3 separate regions of the Mus musculus genome follow, and all the other regions are linked to region 3. The links are chromatin contacts, called in public HiChIP or PLAC-seq maps. All regions are on one chromosome and are shown on one strand. Each heading gives the region's core, a stretch centred on a gene start, on an enhancer-like site or on the middle of the called end of the contact. The rest is flanking DNA. Distances are from core to core; before and after follow the strand shown. Region 1 holds the start of Zfp36l1 (zinc finger protein 36, C3H type-like 1). Region 2 overlaps Gm36660 (a long non-coding RNA gene). Region 3 overlaps Rad51b (RAD51 paralog B).

The links. HiChIP or PLAC-seq counts read pairs in DNA pulled down with a chosen protein or histone mark.
Region 1: an H3K4me3 HiChIP or PLAC-seq map of craniofacial prominence shows a contact between it and region 3, with 5 times the contacts expected there. The contact joins the promoter of Zfp36l1 here to the enhancer-like site in region 3. A contact is called at or near these places in 1 of 39 promoter capture datasets (hippocampal neurons), 5 of 484 Hi-C or Micro-C datasets (bone marrow-derived macrophages, cortical neurons, nephron progenitors and 1 more), 33 of 115 datasets of contacts at active chromatin or transcription factors (the 230-238 cell line, the NIH/3T3 cell line, astrocytes and 24 more) and 3 of 9 other capture datasets (adipose tissue, embryonic stem cells and liver).
Region 2: an H3K27ac HiChIP or PLAC-seq map of regulatory T cells shows a contact between it and region 3, with 8 times the contacts expected there. The contact joins two enhancer-like sites. A contact is called at or near these places in 8 of 115 datasets of contacts at active chromatin or transcription factors (astrocytes, craniofacial prominence, differentiating embryonic stem cells and 5 more).

The regions. Positions count from the first base shown.
Region 1 is chr12:80,111,708-80,114,407 of GRCm38.p6, forward strand. It overlaps Zfp36l1 (zinc finger protein 36, C3H type-like 1), which reads right to left and starts at 1,306. Exons shown (of 2, transcript NM_007564.5): 1 at 1,112-1,306. The coding sequence starts at 1,168. Gm52006 reads right to left here. Exons shown (of 3, transcript XM_030247048.1): 3 at 1,873-2,700.
Region 2 is chr12:80,068,026-80,070,802 of GRCm38.p6, forward strand. The region is part of intron 3 of Gm36660 (a long non-coding RNA gene); the gene reads right to left. Among named protein-coding and RNA genes, the nearest start is that of Gm36660, 17 kb to the right of the region's middle. Within about 2 kb of position 1,291, at least 40 of the 459 cell types and tissues checked have an H3K27ac peak or open chromatin away from gene starts, as enhancers often do. A contact at or near this core is called in regulatory T cells, where this site is marked.
Region 3 is chr12:79,714,362-79,717,061 of GRCm38.p6, forward strand. The region is part of intron 8 of Rad51b (RAD51 paralog B); the gene reads left to right. Among named protein-coding and RNA genes, the nearest start is that of Gm36048, 83 kb to the right of the region's middle. Within about 2 kb of position 1,355, at least 47 of the 459 cell types and tissues checked have an H3K27ac peak or open chromatin away from gene starts, as enhancers often do. A contact at or near this core is called in astrocytes, cortical neurons, craniofacial prominence and 7 more, where this site is marked.

The DNA of each region.
Region 1 (2,700 bases), core at 56-2,555, 400 kb after region 3:
TAGCTCAGGCTGCCGCCAGGGCAAACAGACTTGGAAAAACGCAGGGAGGGAAAGAAGCCGAAAATGCAAAGTTTTTGATGTTGCTCTTCAACTCCAGCACGGCCCTGCACCCCAACCCTGCAGCCCCGGGGCCTTGGCAGCTGCACCGACAGGAGCAGCGAGCTAGGAAGAGAGCAACATGACCCGACGTGTTTAAGGGAAGGCAAAAACAGTTCAGCAATTAAAAGTAGCCTAGCAGCTTCATCCTTTCAAATTGGGGGGTTGGGGGAAGTAGAGCGGGCAAAAAATTAACAACATTCACGGAGTTATTTCAATCGCACTCCTGGAACATTACGGTTTTAAAAGTTTTTTTCTGTTTTGTTTTTCAAAAACCTGACTGGCAAACTGCCCCATTTTGGCCCTCTTAAATCCTAACTGGCGGGAACTTGAGGTCTGGCAGCATTTTGTTCCCCTATTCCTTAGTCAACGAACCGTAGTGCCTCACAACCCAGGTAAGCAAACAGTTTCAGCCCCAAGTTTGCAGCACGATCGACCAGCTCCCGCAGCGGGAACCTAGCCCAGCTGGGGCGGACAAACTCCACTACAAAGTCGCTTTGCCTACATCTTTTTGAACCTTAAGTCGGCCTCTTTCTTCGTCGCATTATCTCTTAGCTCCCCAAAACAGACAGGAAAATTCTCCCAGTCAGATACCGCCCTGAGACCTCGCTTTTCCTAGAGACCCCTAGCAAAAGGTGTTGGGTAACCTCGAACATCTCCAGCGGGTACAGGAAACCCAAGGCGCACACTGCGAAGCCGAGCCCACCCGCTTAGCCCAGCTCCGGAGGTGCACCATGCAGAAAAGAATCCTTCAAAATTCGTCCCAAACCTAACCACTCTTCCGCACCTCCTTGCCCCGCAAACTGGAGCAGTCGCCCAGAACTTTGCTCCCCGGATTCACAGAACCCCACCTGGGACCTGAAACTTAAGTGCGAGGAGGACATAAACAAATTCCTTCACCATGGAGGGAAACGCAAGCAGTGAAACTCCTTCACGTCCCCGAGACCCAAACTTTTTAGAGTTTCTTGGAGCACAAGAGAAACTTTCAAAAAGCCAACGCTCCGCCCTGCTTTACCTTGCATAAAACTTCGCTCAAGTCAAAAATGGTGGCGGACACGAGGGTGGTGGTCATCGTGGGCGTTCGCACGGGGCAAGGACTAGGATCTGGTGTGTCGTGAAGGTCCCGGTGCGGGGAAGGCGCAGCCTCCGGCTCTCCGGTCAGGAGTCCCACACGCCTGCTCCCGGCGCCCCTCGCCTTTCTGACTCTCCCGGGCTGCGGCGCGCAAAGCCCAATTTATAAGATTTGGTGGGTTGGGGGGGGTGGAAGGAGGAGCTTTAAACGTATTTAAATGAAGAAGAGGAGGCGGAAAAAAAGTTGATTGACACTGAGGTTGAATCAGCCATGCGGTCAAGAGGGAGGGAGGGGTAAAGGGGGAGGAAAGAAACTTTCAAAAGGAAGAAGGGGGAGGGAGACGAGGAAAGAAGGCGGAAAAAAAAAAAAAAAAAAAGCACTCGGAGCGGCGCAAAACTTTTTTTTCTTAAAGAGGAAAAGTTTCGAGTCCGCGGGCTCCGGGGGCGCCCCTCCCCTGGGCCGAGCCCGGCAGAGGGGGAGGGGCGCCCACCCTTTGTCAACCTCGCTGCTCGGCTCTGTGACATCACTCATTCCACCCCCTTCGGAGTTCGAGTTGTTGTGTTTGTTGGTTTTTTTTTTTAAGAGTTGGAAGGCGGGCTCGACTCTCCTCTCTCTCTCTCTCTCTCTCTCTCTCTCTCTCTCTCTCTCTCTCTCTCCCCCCCCTCCTCCCTCCCTCTCCCCCCTGTCTTTTTTTTTTTTTTTTTTCTTCCTAGCAGGCGCTGGAGCTGGTCTTGAGCGGGCCAGGGCTGCGGTTTCCATCTTGAGCTAGTGTCCCTTGAAACTTCTCCAAGTGCCCGCACGACTTACCTTCCCCTGACTTCCCTGTCCACACCCGGCTGCCCATCGCAAAATGAGCTGGGCGAGGAGTTTAGGAATGCGGAGCACCCCAAATGTTCGAGTCAAGAGTTTTATGTTTGTTGTTTCCCATCAGTGAGCAAAAGAAGTAGGGATGACCAGAGAAAACTTTTTCTCCAGGAGAGCCTAGGCTGGAGGGGGCGAGAGCAGTAAGATTTTGCGCGCAGCGCGGGGTCCACGCGTGCTGGGCCGGCAGCCTGCGTTTTCCCGGTATGGTGGGGGCACCACTGCCTGGGCAGAATTCTTTCAGACCTAGATGGGGCGCTTTGTTCACATAACCGATCTTTAAACTTGCTACAGCAGAAAAGTCCAGACTTTCAAGGGCACCCCCTGAAAATAAAAGAGCAACAAGTCACTTTCCACGCGCGCTTTGAATTCGGGCTGCCTCCTCCACACATCCCCGAATGTTAAAAACAAGGGGGGAAAAAGTTACTTTGGTAAGAAGGAAGGTAGAGGTGGGGGAAGCGACACTTCTTGCTGCTCTCCCGCCCCCACGCGAACGGAACATATGGCTTGTCACTATGCCCGGTTTGGGGGTACCAAGCAATAAGACCCACGGAACTCAGTGGCCTTCAATGAATTACACCGCCCTTTAAAACCACGAACTATGTGTTTATTTACTATTAGGTCTGGCTGCCTCCCACCCGCACCGGCTCGCGTGCTGCAGTGGAGACCCG
Region 2 (2,777 bases), core at 41-2,540, 350 kb after region 3:
AAGCCAATCAGGTAAGAGATACTCTAACTTCTCAATCCTGATTCAGCGTAGCAACAGCAGCAAAGGGAAGATATTTTCATCCGTTATCAAAACAAGAAAGCAGGTGTCCCTGTTCATGCTTCTGAAACTTGCCTCTTCTTTGCCACTGAAGTTTGGGCTGTACTCGAATGGCCTAGAGACAGAGAATTATGGGAATAAAGAGCCTTGCTATACAGCAGGTCCTCTTCTCCAGTAAAACAGAATCAGAGCAGGTAGGAAGGCAGATTTTCTGTCCTAGGCGATGAGCAGACAGCAGCATCCTCTTGCCGTTATACTCCATACTCTTCTCAGCATCCGTGGCTGCCCCATCTTCATCCCACTTCACTCAGGCTTCAAGAGAAGCCAAACGGAACAGAAGAGAGATTGACCCCAAACATGGCAGCAAATATCTCAGAAGAGGGGGTGAAAAGAGCATAGGGATCGGAGGATAGGGAGGTGTGCCACAAAACATGGACATGACATGGATAGTGGACTCAGGAACTCAACTGCAGCTATGGCTACCATAAAAGACCTGCACAACACTGGGTCCATCAAATTTTCATCTGGGGGGCTGGGGGAGCTCATGAGGCCCCACTCCTGCCTAAGGGACTCCTGACAGTTAATGACCTCTGGGGAGAGGATGTCACTTTCTTCAGTACTGGAGTCACTAATGAGTTACCCATGTTTCAGTACATCACAACCCCCCCCCCATACTGATGCAAACAACCCTAATTAAACTCAGCAGGTCACAAGCATGCTCAAAAGTAAGAAGGATGCATGGGAAAAAAGGGCTTCAGGGGGAGGGAAGGAGGGATGGGGTGGGAAGTGGGGGAGCCACTAATTTGTGGAGGGAGAGGGAAGAGGTCTGAAGAGTGAGGAGATGAGTCAAGAAAGAGCTAAGACTAGAACAGAATCCAGTTCACATTTTTTAGAAGGCTGATGGTTTCTTTTTTCTTTTTTCTTTTTTCTGTTTTGTTTTGTTTTGTTTTGTTTTGTTTTGTTTTGTTTTGTTGAAGCTGGGCTTCTCTGCCTTAGTTCTGGCTGTCCTGGAACTCACTCTGTAGATCAGGCTGGCCTCGAATGTTTGTCAGATGCTTCAGTTTGGCCTGAAGAAGTCTCCAGTGGCTGTAGAGATAACTGGAGGCACCTGAGGAGTCACAAGGCTGGGGAGGGGAAAACCCCACCCTCAGAGGTGGCTGCCAAGAGTCCCCTCAGAGGTGCAGTCACTTGTGGTTGCAATCAGACCCGCAAGTGAAAAGCTACATTGGGCCACACCAAAGCAAGATCTCTTTTTTAAAAAATCCAAATCACATCCAGGTTCCTCTTCCTGCCACACTGAGTAGGCGAAGGGGATCTTTCTTCTTCTGTGGCTGTTCCTCTTTGGACAGAAAGGGGAATGAATGGCTGAAAACCAAGACAGGTTAAAGGCCAGGTTAGGGAGCCAGGCTATGCTGCCCAAACTGAAGACTCCTCTCCAGGACTCTATACTTGAGAGGCCTGGATCTCCTTTAGCCCCCAACCCTGGCCATTTACCTGATCTGAGATGTCACCCTGCCACCATCTACCCCCACTTCCAATTCAATCCCACCTTCCCTCCAGCTTTTCTCCTTGAGCCTCTCCCATCTGACGTCCATCTTCAATGTGGGTTTGTTTATCTTGTCTTGTTTGTCTTTTTTGTCTTGTTGTTTATTTGGGGATTTTGGCTTTGTTGTAGGTTTTGACTGTCTATCTGTTTGTTTTGAGACAAGGTCTCACTGTGTAGCCCTATCTGGCTTGGAACTGGCTATGTACATCAAGCTGGCCTCGAACTCAATGAGTTCCTCCTGACTCTGTCCCTTGAGTATAAGGATTAAAGCTATGTGTCACCATGTTGACCCTGCAGCTTGATTTTAAAGCCATTCTCACCAAGGACATTACTTCGATGTTGTTACCCAGACAGTGCGATCTTAGATTCAGCCTTAATGGCAACTTCATTTATTAGGGTGGAGTCTCAGTATCCTCATCTATATAATAGAACCCCAGTCCTGTAGAGTCACTGTAAAGATTATATTGTTTGAAAAGTACTTGGTAAATGCCTGCAGGACAGAGCTATGAATACAAGTTAACAGTCTTTCATTCTAATTCCTAGGGGACCACACATCAGAGTACACACACACACCTTAGGTCAGGCCCTTGACACCACATCCATGTCCTGCAACTGTCCTGTCAGAGCCGCTCAGTGAAGACTGCAAGCTGCCTCTCTCCAGGTGGGTCACATTTTATTGCCAAGTTAGGTTTGGCTCCAAAGTGATGGGGAAGGAAGGGACCATGACATCATGACCTCAGATTTACAGAAGAAGTTAAGTTTACACAGGTAACACTATTCACACAATTAAATTGTTCTCCCACCTAAAACACCTGCTATGTGTTCCATAACTCCCTTCTTGAATGCCCTGAGCCTGAAAGTCTTCCTTATTTATCTCACCCTATTCTAAATTTCTCCTTGGGAAACAAACACACTTTTTCTGTACAGATGTTACATGCTGTGCATTTCAGTGGCCCTGGGGACAAGTATTTTCTATTCCCTAAGAAGTACAAGGCTGAGGGTCCCCTCTGGGGAATCCCAACTTTCTCAAACTAGGATAGGGGACTTGGTCTCCCCTCTCCTTCTTATGCCTACCGGGCTCTCATAGGTTCCTTTAGGCTCCTCTGAGCAGAGCCCGCTGGGAAATTGGTGTTCAGCCAACCTAAAGCATTAGCATACCTAAAAGCCACATTTA
Region 3 (2,700 bases), core at 105-2,604:
AATGTATAAATGGAAAAAGTCAACTAGGGTCATTCTCCTGAGAGAGTTAAGTTTGGTGAGCCCCTCTTTGGGGATCTGTGCAGGGTCCGTTCACATGTGCCACCGTCAGAAAACAAAGTCATACTGAACTGGCAGTGTGTGGCCTTTTTTACTGTGCAAGTCTGCTGTAGGCAAGCTTATATACACTAAATTTTTGTAATGGCCGTTCTTTTGTATTCAGATTTCTATACTTGTCTAACTGTGTGTTTAGAATGTATCCCTAAATAGCCTCAACGGCTTCTGTACATTTTCCCATGTTCACGTGTCAAACTGCCTATCGGCAGCATGTTATTTGAATGATGATCAAGAGTGCCTGTGAGTTCTTGGTCATGCACACTGTGCTGCACTGTGGATTCTTGATCATATGCACTATTGCTGGACTGTGGATTCTTGATCATGCGCACTGTTGCTGGACTGGTAATTGTTTCTCAACCTCTGTGACTTTTACAAGTGAAAGCAATGTCTACTGGCTCACGTCTTCCTATTTGCTTTCTTTGATTGATTAATGGAGGGAATGTATGTCTTTTTAAAAATATATATTGTCCTTTCTTGTTTCTTTTGCGGTGGCTTGCTTGTTTGGACCTGTCTGAACACTCTGAGGGGGTTATGGTCTGCTTGGTCTATGGAATGCAGGGCCTGGGCTATAAATTATTCTTCAGTTAGATTATGTGATATGCCAACCTATGATAAAAAAAAAAGTATTGAAAGTCATGAGAAAGTAATTTTAAGAATTTCATTTTATGATTACGTATTCCACGGAGCTGGAGTGTCCTTACAAACGAAGAACTTAATAATACCTGTTAAAGATGTACCAATCCTAGTCAGGATGGGTCTCAGCTGGACCCTTGTGTTATAGTCCAAACAAGTATTATAGAAATGCAAAAAACCCCTCCCCAAGTCTGCCCTGCCAGGGGAGGAGGCTATGCTGTGGTACCTACCCCACCTGCCTGCAGCTGCCTCTCCAGGTTTTATGATGCGTCTAAGATGAAATTTTTACTGCCTTCTCCTTCCATCTCCCCCAAAACCACAGGGGGAAGAAAGAAAAAACAGACCCCATCGAGAGGACGGGCAGAATTGTCCGAGGTGGGGAACTGGCTACTCCAGAAGGCAGCAGAGGCGGAAATACAAAAGACATAAAGCACACCTCGCTTTAATCCCTTCCGTCTGCCCAAAGCGCCCAGAGAGCTCATAAAGTCTCCCTTTCTGGGTGATTGGATTCCTTTAGCTTGGGGCAGGCAGGGTTTTGTTGTTGAAGAAGAGGGCTCGGGGAGCTGGGGCGAGGAGAAAGGCCATTGCTGGGGTATGAAATCTCCTCTCCTAGTTCAAGGTACTGAACTGTAAATACAAGCAGCTGTGGAGGGAGGGGCCCAAGCAGGCACACAGGCTCAGGCAGGCACCTCCTGTCAGCCTAGAGATGTGAGGGTTCACCTCTGCATCCCCTTGGCAGAATCAAGGGACCATTTTGAATGTTGCTGGCAAAAATGAGTGTCGTGGGTGGTGTGTTTTCTCTCTGAAAAAGTGGTTGTTCTGTGCCAGTGTTTAGAAGTGGGGGTTGTTGGTTCTTTTTTTGTCTGAAATAAAGACTTGAGAGACCAGTTCTTTCAGACAGTGGAAAAAGGGAAAAGGAGGGGGACAAAAATCTCCTCCAGTCTGCTTTCGGTGTGGGTCTTTTTTGGCGTGTTTGCTTTTGACCTTTCTACAGTGTTTGCTGGGGTGGGGGAACTGGATCTGCTCCATCTGGGCTGAGCTCCTGGGTCCCCAACAACAAACACTTAAGCAAAACAATTTACTTGGCGGCTTCAAGAAGAATCTCCTGAAGTGTGCCTAGTCTCTGCCGCCTTTGTACTGCTGGCGAAGGCAGACAGCTTGTTCTTCCTCCAACTCTGCCCAGCAGCTCTGTCAGTGATCTTGCCAATCTCCCTCCTGGTCCCTTCCCACTTGACTCCTGAAAGACCCTTCCCACCTCCTTTGGAATCCATTCTCACCATCATATTTGGTTGTTTTGAATGCATAGTATCCTCAGAGAAGACACAGTATCATGATTTCTGTTTCTCTCTTTCATTGGCTGGAGTCCTGGAAAGTAGAGCCAACAATGGGGCATCCAGCCTGAAGGGGCAGCGGCAGTCATGATGGCGCCATTGACTATTTTTCTACCTGTTGGCCACGAGGCTCTGTTCTTGTAAGCAGTGTCTACAGCCTTCCCACCAACTCCATTGTCATAGGTGGCATCTCCATTTACAGATGAAGTCGAAGCTTAAATGTTTGAAATTGAGCTCACATAACTTCAGAAGCGTCTAGACCAAAGTTGACACCCAGAGTTTACTCGTGTCCACTTCAGAACCTCTTATTAGATACTTGAGGCAGACATACTAAATGATGAACTGAAATAGGCTTTGCACCTGAGGGAACTTTGCCAGGAATTTGAAGAGGTACCATCTTACACTTGGACCAGTAGAGTTTTGGTCTCTAGAGCTTCAGTCCCTTTTCTTCAGTGCCTTCTCTCTCTCTCTCTCTCTCTCTCTCTCCCTCCCTCTCTCTCTCTCTCTCTCTCTCTCTCTCTCTCTCTCACACACACACACACACACACACACACACACACACACAGCATACTCATCCTCAGGAGCAGGGGTAGGGTTGGGAAGAGAGTTTATGTTTTGCCTT